Regions from separate parts of the Oryctolagus cuniculus genome. Here regions 1 and 2 are each linked to region 3. The links are chromatin contacts, called in public Hi-C and Micro-C maps. All regions are on one chromosome and are shown on one strand. Each heading gives the region's core, a stretch centred on a gene start, on an enhancer-like site or on the middle of the called end of the contact. The rest is flanking DNA. Distances are from core to core; before and after follow the strand shown. Region 1 holds the start of VPS8 (VPS8 subunit of CORVET complex). Region 2 has its middle 43 kb from the start of VPS8. Region 3 holds the start of EPHB3 (EPH receptor B3).

Region 1 (2,700 bases), core at 37-2,536, 230 kb before region 3:
CCCCTCCCTCCCTCTGGTTATGCTTTTGGTGGGAGGAGGGGATAATGTGGTAGAAGGCTGGCAATGTGGCAGACACAGGCCTTCCTGTGCATTCTATTAGTAGTCTCAAGAATGGAAGGGTGAGGGGTCAGGGCTGCAGCGACCAGCACCCCAGCCGCTCCACACTTCCGATCCTGCTCCCTGCCAACGCACCTGGGAAAGCAGTAGAAGATGGTCCAAGTGCTTGGGTCCCTGCACCCACGTGGGAGACCCAGAAAAACTCTGGGATCCTAGCTTCAGCCTGGCCCAGGCCTAGCCATTGCAGCCATTTGGGGAGTGAACCAGCAGATGGACTATCTCTCTCTCTCTCTCCCTTTCAAATAAATAAATCTTTAAAAAAAAAAAAAAAGTGTCAGGATGATGTAGAACACCTCCTTATTCACAGAAGGCGCCCCATCCTTCTCTGATAACTCATGACCATGGAACCCCATGGAACCTCGCTCACGGATCCCAGGTCACCTCACCTATCCTAGTTTGAAGCACACTAGTTTCATGCGTGCACTTTAGATAACTGTTTTCCTCCTTCCCCGGGGTGCCGCTCCTGGGGAACTAGCCAGGGCACAGACACTCATCTTTCACTCTCTTGTCCCCACCCTGGGGCAGCCCTTGCAGTCAGGGACAAACGGAGACCAGCCTCACAGGGAGCGCATCAATCCTAAGAGTGCACCCCAGCTAGCCCTTGGCCTTGGCCACAGGACGCAGGCTCATCTCCGTCCTCGGAGGATGGGGGAGTCCACACCCCCACCTCAACGAGCAGGCTCACACCCCTGCCGCTGGACTGTGGGGTCAGAGAAGGGCCACCCACCTCCTACTCTCACAATCCGGGCAGTGGGCGCGCCTGCCCCTCGACCTCACACACGTTCAGAACCAGCCAGTGGAAACAGCCTGACCCAGTTCTGGGCCAAATGCAGGGCAAGCCCCTCCGCCCGAGAGTCCATGCCACCCGGCTTGCGGCCCCAGGCCACTGAACACATCAGGGACTGCTCCGTCAGCTCCCCGAGGCCGCGCTGCCGTCGCGCGGGAGAAGGGGCCGAGGCTCAGAGATGGGGCGCGTGCTCTCCTCCCAACCCCAGTAGGGCCCCTCACACTTGTCCCCTCCCCGCCGGCCCACTCCAAGAAGACTCGTTACCTGAGCTCGCAGCCATTCGGGCCCAGGAGCCCCGGCCCCTGTCACCCCGCCCCCTGCTCCAGCCTCACGCACGCGCAGCGCCTACCACCGGGGTCCACGCTTCCGCTTTCCTCTTCTCAGCTCCCTCTCCTGGGCGGTGCTCGCCGCCACACCACGCCCCTATTTAAAGGGCAAGAGCCACCCTGTTTCATCCCAGGGACTTAGGGGGACCAGTGTGATGCAAATGCCCGACGCGGCGCATAGACCAATAGCAATCCTTAAGTTGAGAAAAGACATTCTGCTCTAGCCCTATGTGAGTGAATTCATCTAGCATTCAAGAAAGTGACCCTACTTTAGGCAGCCCAGAAAAGACAAGTGATTCCTTGGATTCCAGAGTTTTCAGCCAGCAAAAAAGGAACTTTTTAAAATTTCTTTTAAAAGATGAATACAGAACTTCAGATTTTTTACTTTCCAAATAAGGACACACACTACAAACTAACTACTATTTTCTAATTTGTCATCAATTGCTATGTAAAAAAAAAAAAAATGTGTCTTAACATCAAAAATATAGGAGGGATACACTCTCAAATAAAGGAAATATCTTTAAAATATATTTTATTTATCTATTGCTCCTGAAGAAATATAAAGGCTTCTCAAGCAGACTGGTTTTATTTATTATTTTAACTATTTATTTAATAATTTGAAAGGCAGAGAGAGAAAGAGGGAGAGAAATCTTCCATGCTGAATCACTCCCCAAATTCCTACAACTGCCAGAGCTAGGCCAAGCCACAGCCAAGAGCCAGGAACTCATCTTGGTCTCCCACATGGGTGGCGGGGACCCCCAGCACTTGGACAATCACCTGCTGCCTCCCAGGGTGCACCTAAGCAGGAAGCTGGAATTGGAAGCCAAGCTAGGACTCCACCCCAGTCACTTCCACCTGCAATGCAGGCTCCCCAAGCGAAACAGCTGTTCCAAATGCCTGCCCCAGACTGGTTTTAGGAGTCACCACTATAGATAATATTGGCCCCAAGACACAGATTCGATGCCTCTGGGGCCTACAACCACGAAATTATGGAAGCACACCACAGTAGGCTCGTGGAAGAAGATACCGAAAACGTTCTGTTTGGTAGGCAGTTATTGAGCATAACCGGGGTTCACTAGACTTCACCCACAAGGCAAAAGACAGCCCTCTCCTCCAGGTCCCCTTTAAGAATTCAGTGTAGATCTGTGCTGTGGTGTAGCTAATAAAGCCTGCAGTGCCGGCAGCCCATATGGACGCTGGTTCGAGTCCTGATTGTTCCACTTCCATTCCAGCTCTCTGCTATGGCCTGGGAAAGCAGAAGAAGATGGCCCAAGTCCTTGGGTCTCTGCACCTGCGTGGGAGACCTGGAGGAAGCTCTTGGCTCCTGGCTCCGGATTGGTTCATTTCCAGCCCTTGTAGCCAGCCGTTGCCTCTGCCTCTGGCTCTCTAACTCTGCCTTTCAAATAAATAAATAAATAAATAAATAAATAAATAAATAAATAAAAAAGAATTCGATGTACAGGCTTAGTG
Region 2 (2,700 bases), core at 183-2,682, 190 kb before region 3:
TGGTGCTCACTGCTGTGGGGCGATAGAGCTGAGTAGCAGCCTGCAGAGGTGCAAGAGGACAGAGGTGGCGTCTGGCTGCCCAGCTCCTGGCTGACTGCCTGGCACAGTGGGCCCTTGACATGGAGTTGCTGACGGACGGATAGAGGGACGGACTGACGAGAGGGAGGGAGGGAGGGAGGATGAAAGGAGACAGTCCAGTTTTCCTTTGCCCTCAAGGCCTGTGCAGCAAGGGTCCCACCACTGCTGAGAGGGCAGAGAGCCCGGGCAGTGAGCCACAGAGGCCCCCGCCAGTGCTGAGCAGGGGCAGGAAGGCCGCAGCCCTGCCTGACCGTCGCTTTCCGCTCTGAGCAGTGTCACTTGGACCAAGTGAAGCCATGTGCAGTCCCCAGGGAAGGCAAACCTGAGCTGTGTTCCATAGGCTTGGGAGAGCAGGGCCAAGAGGGGAAGGTGGTGTCCAGGCAGCGGAGGCGGAGAATTAACATTCCACTGGCCAGTGCGCGGGCAGGGGTTTGCGGCTCCTCACTGACTGTAAACCCTTTCTCCTGACAGGTCTTGGAGCACATCACTCCAGCTTCTCCCCGGGCAGCTGACACATGGCCGAGACGCGTCTCCAGAAGTCAGGGTCTGCTGAGTCCAGCAGCGACGATGGCGAGGCAAGTGGGAGCCACTGCAGCGGCCCCCTGGGGTCCCCCCCCCCCACTTCAGAGGCTGGGAGCAGGTGGGCCGAGGGGGCTGACAGGTGCGGAAAAGGTGCTTTGCTCACTGCCTGCTTCTGGGTGGAATCTTGTTAACCCAGCGAGGGAAACACACACTCTCCCCCCGAACGCTCTGAGTGGCAGGGCGCATATGCCTTTTATTAATAAAAACGAGAAAATGGAGTCATTATTACCGCCTAATTACAGTTGGTTTGCTAGGCCAACTCTTTCAAAGCCGGTGCTTGGGGCGGGGCAGGGACCTGGATGGGAAGCACCAGGGAACCACCTGTGCAGGAGGCTGCTCGGGAGTGCCTCTCCAGGCAGCAGAGCAAGCGTGGGCGGAGAAACCTCTCTTGGAGCTACCAGACTGCACCACAGCCCTGGCGCCAGCTCCAGGAATCAGGTGACCTTAAGCAAGGCCCTACCCTCCTGGAGCCTCTGCTGCTGCTGCTTTTTTTCCCCAGGAAATCAGGGCTCAGATTCCTGCCCTGCTTGGTTCCCAAGGTTGTTTTGGAAATCAAATGACAATAGTTACGGTTTCTTTCCTTCATTCGCTCAGCCATCACCTACTCAGGTATGTCATACTGAGACATTGCGCTGGAAAGGGGATACAAAAAAGCAGTAAGATTGGAATCTTGCCTTCCAGGAGCGCACAGTCTAGCAAGGGGCACAAGAAGACCCAGCTGTGAATAATAATGCAATGTGCAATGGGGGCCCCAGAGGAAGGCCTGGACCCCACTTACCTGGTCCAGGTGGCCAGAGAGGATTTCAGGCTAGGGTGCCTGAACTGGCTTGCAAAAGGTGAGCTGGAAAATTGATGATGTATCACACCATTTTCCGAAGTGGACGTGACCGTGATGTGGGGGTGACCTTGAGTGCACCTCGATGCTCCAGTCTGAATACAACTATTGCAGGGTGCATGTTATGCCCATGACTATCCTGTGAGGCTGTAAAAGAAAGAAGGGATTGGAGTCAGGGGTGCTCTGGCCAGGCGACTTTTCCCCAGGTGGAGGACAGCGTCCCAGAGCCGCTCAGCCTACCCTGGTCTGTTGTGCACAGAGCCTATCCCTCAGACAGAACCTGCAGGTGAGCAGGAGGGCCCAAGTGGGCCATTAGGATGTCATCGTCTAGGTGCATTGGAGAAGAGATCAAGATGGGAGCACTGATCAGCTTTAGGATGGCAGACCCCACATGCCCACAGGCTGGAGCCGGACCAAGTGTTCAAAAATTGCCTCCTGGGGCCAGCACCGTGGCATAGTGGGTAAAGCTGCTGCCTGTGGCGCCAGCATCCCACATGGGTGCAGGCTCGAGTCCTGGCTGCTCCACTTCCTTTCTAGCTCTCTGCTAAAGCACCTGGGAAAGCATGGAAGATGGTCCAAGTGCTTGGGCTCCCGCACCTATGTAGGAGACCTGGAAGAAGCTCCTGGCTCCTGGCTTCAGATCAGCCCAGCTCCAGCTATTGTGGCCATCTGGGGAGTGAACTAGCAGATGAAAGATCTCTCTGTCTCTATTTCTCTCTCTGTCTCTCTCTGTGTCTCTGTAATTCTGCCTTTCAAATAAATAAATAAATAAATCTAAAAGCAAACAAACAAAAAATTGCCTCAGCCCTTCAAGGCAAGAACAACGTTAAGGTAAAGCAAGACATCCGTATTTTGGAAATATGCCTATCCTTATGCTGTTGACATATTATGCAACTTTTCTTTTTGGACTTTTTTTTACATTAAGTAAAGTTTTTTTTTTTTATTTATTTATTTGAAAGAATAACAGAGAAAGGTAAAGTGAGAGAAAGAGTTTTCCATTCCACTGGTTCAGTCCTCAAATGACTGCAATAGCCAGAGCTGAGCTGATCTGAAGCCGGGAGTCAGGAGCTTCTTCTGGGTCTCCCACATGAATGCAGGGACCCAAGGACTTGGGCATCTTCTACTGCTTTCCCAGGCCATAGCAGAGAGCTGGATGGGAAGAGGAGCGGCTGGGATTTGAACTGACACCCATATGGGATGCCAGC
Region 3 (2,700 bases), core at 95-2,594:
CCCAGGCAGGCTTGTGTCAAGCGGCCCGCGTGTGAGCCGTCCGGCCAGCGCCAGCGACGCCTCGGCTGCTCCCCCAAGTGCAGCCATTCCAAGTTGGAGCCACCACCTCGGCAGCGGTCTTGGCAGGTTTCACTGGCGAAGCCGGGCCTGCCACCGCCCGCTAAGCAGTAACGCACCCGGGTCCGGCGCTCCTGGGGCACCACCACCACTTCGGGGGTTCTGCGGAGACCCCACCACTAGGGGGGTCCCGCTCGAAGGCTGAGGGGGATCCTCGGAGCAGGGTGCAACGCCGGCGCGCGCGCGGCACCTCGGGGTAGTTGGCGCTCGGTAAGCCACAAACAATAACCCGCGCCCGCCTCCCCGCCCCCGCAGCCTGCCCCCGACCGAGCGCGAAGCCCGCACGCACACCCTCACTGTTAACTCCGGCGGGTTCCCACGGCGCCGCCCCCCGCCCGGGCCCCGCGGCCGGCGCCTCGCCCGAGGGTCACCCGCACCAGCCCGCCTCTCCGAATGCTGCGCGCCCGCTCCGCCGCGGCTGGTGCCGGCTGCTAGCACCGCAGCTCGCGGCGGGGACGGACTTCGGCGGACGCTCACCAGAGCCGAGCTGCCCGCCTGCCAGGCGGCCCGGGGGCGTTCTCTCACCCCATCCCCCGGCCCGGCAGCCGGCGCGGGTGACCAAGCCTCCCCCGATGTGAGTTCAGCCCGCACCGGCCCTCACCCCGGCAGCCCCCGGCGCGCCCCCCGACGCCGCTCACCTTCCAACGCTCGGCACCCGGCGGGCAGCAGCAGCGGGAGCAGCAGCAGCGGAGGCAGCAGCGGCGGCGGCGGCGGCGGCGGCGGGCGCGCTCGGGCCATGGCCGGGGCGGCTGCGGGGAGCCGAGCCGGGCCGCGCCGGGCCGGGCCGCGCCGGCGGGGCTGCGGGAGCCCGAGGCAGGGTCCGCCGCTGGGCGCGCTCCGGGGAAGGCTCGCGTATACGGTTCCAGGAGATCCGGGCCGGGAGGGGGTGCAATCCAGGCGGGCGGCTCCGGGACCGAGGCGGCGCCCAGAGTCCGGCGATCCCGGGGGATGCGGGCAGGTCAGTCCCGCGGGAATCTGGACGGACCGGTCCAGGAGGATCCGGGGCGCTGGGGCGCTGGGTGGCGGAGGACTCGGGGAGGCGGACCGGGGCAGGAGGGCGCAAGTGGTCGTGGTTCGGGGTGCACAGTAATCCAGCAGTCCGCCGCGGGCCCGACTCGGATGCGGGGCTCCGGGTGCGCGCGCCGTCCGGGGTCCGAGCTGGGATCTTGCTGCGCCGCTCACGTACTCACTTCTGCTGCCCCCAGCTCCGGCGCGGCCGCTCTGGGCGGGGGGGGCGGGGCCGCCCGCCTGCCTGTCAACGCCGCGGCCCCGCCCCCGGGGGCCGCCCGCCCACTCACAGACCGCCCGGCCCGCGGGTTCGGCCCCGAGAGCACTCGGCTGGGGTTCAGTTGGCGGCGCCTCCACCAGACCCACCCTCGGGCTCCGAGGCTTGGCTTGGGCGGGGCCAAGAAAAAGATGAATTAGCTGGGGCGGGGCGATACTGTCCATCAGAGGCATGGCCGCGCCCCCTGCCGCCCATTGGCCCTTAGGAACCCAGCCTGAGTCCGAGGTGCCGGCCGGATCCCGCGAGCCAGGGGCGCCCCCCTGTGGCCCGCACGTGCCTCGGGACGCCCCCAGGCGGCGGGCTTGGCTTCGGCCCTGCCAGGGGGGCGCCCGCGGCGACGTACCCCGTGACCCGGGACTTCTCGGTCGCTGATTCATTCATTCACTCAGCTACGTGTTTAATCGTTCATTCAACAAATATTTTGAGCGCCCACAAGGTGTTAAAGACGACAGTCGGCGCGGGCGCTTCCGCAGCGCCTGACACAGGGGTCTGCGTTGTGCGTCGAGGCCCGTGCGGTGGCGGGGGCAGGTGTTCCGTCGTCACAGGGGCGCGGAGGATAGAGCCGCGGCTGTGTCCTGGGACCGGCGGGCACAGAGCACGGGCTTCGTGCAAGCACCCGGGGGCAGCAGGAACTGATTCATCGCGTACTTGGAGAGGGGCTGAAAGGAGGCTTAGGAAGTGGAGGCGGGGATGGGCTTCCGAGAACTAGGCCTTGGTGGGCACCGGGGCAGAGCGCGGCAGGGGGAGGTTCCGCGGGTAGCGGCGGCGGTGGCAGGGGGGCGGCTGTGAGGGTGAGCGAGTCGGGCAGGTGTAAGCTGTATTTAAGAGACCGAGTCGCAAGGACTTCTTTGATTGGGTGGGTGAGAAAGGTGTCGTGGATGGAGACATCAAAGGGAACACCTAGGTTTCAGCTTTGGGCAAATGGACCCCTGTCCCATTCATTCTGCAAATATTGACAAGGTGCAATAAAGGCCCTGAAACAATAGCCCACACATCCTGAGCTGGCGGGCGGTGTTATAGCTGCCTTTTACAGACAAAAGTGACATCTAGAGAGCCTCAGTGGCTTGCTCCAAGTCACACAGCTGAAAAGTGGCACCCGCAGGCTTTGAACCCAGCGCTGCACAGACTCACTCCACTTCCTCAGAAGCCTCAAGAATTCTTAGGTGCTTGTTAAAAACTCAAAATCTTGGGGCAGACCTTGTAGCATAGTGGGTTAAGCCCCTGCTTGGGAAGCCCACCTCTCATACTGGAGTGGAGGTTCGAGTCCTGGCTGTTCCACTTCCAATCCAGCTCCTTGC

Evidence for each region. Hi-C and Micro-C count contacts between places; a contact is called where the count stands out from the background.
Region 1: a Hi-C map of embryonic fibroblasts shows a contact between it and region 3, with 5 times the contacts expected there. The contact joins the promoter of VPS8 here to the promoter of EPHB3 in region 3.
Region 2: a Micro-C map of ear pinna shows a contact between it and region 3, with 4 times the contacts expected there. The contact joins the enhancer-like site here to the promoter of EPHB3 in region 3. A contact is called at or near these places in 6 of 6 Hi-C or Micro-C datasets (ear pinna, embryonic fibroblasts, liver and 3 more).

The regions. Positions count from the first base shown.
Region 1 is chr4:94,396,587-94,399,286 of mOryCun1.1, reverse strand. It overlaps VPS8 (VPS8 subunit of CORVET complex), which reads right to left and starts at 1,286. Exons shown (of 46, transcript XM_070072435.1): 1 at 1,169-1,286.
Region 2 is chr4:94,353,278-94,355,977 of mOryCun1.1, reverse strand. No RefSeq gene overlaps it. Among named protein-coding and RNA genes, the nearest start is that of VPS8, 43 kb to the left of the region's middle. Within about 2 kb of position 1,432, at least 1 of the 8 cell types and tissues checked has an H3K27ac peak or open chromatin away from gene starts, as enhancers often do. A contact at or near this core is called in ear pinna, where this site is marked.
Region 3 is chr4:94,163,032-94,165,731 of mOryCun1.1, reverse strand. EPHB3 (EPH receptor B3) reads right to left here and starts at 1,344. Exons shown (of 15, transcript XM_070073185.1): 1 at 756-1,344. The coding sequence starts at 855.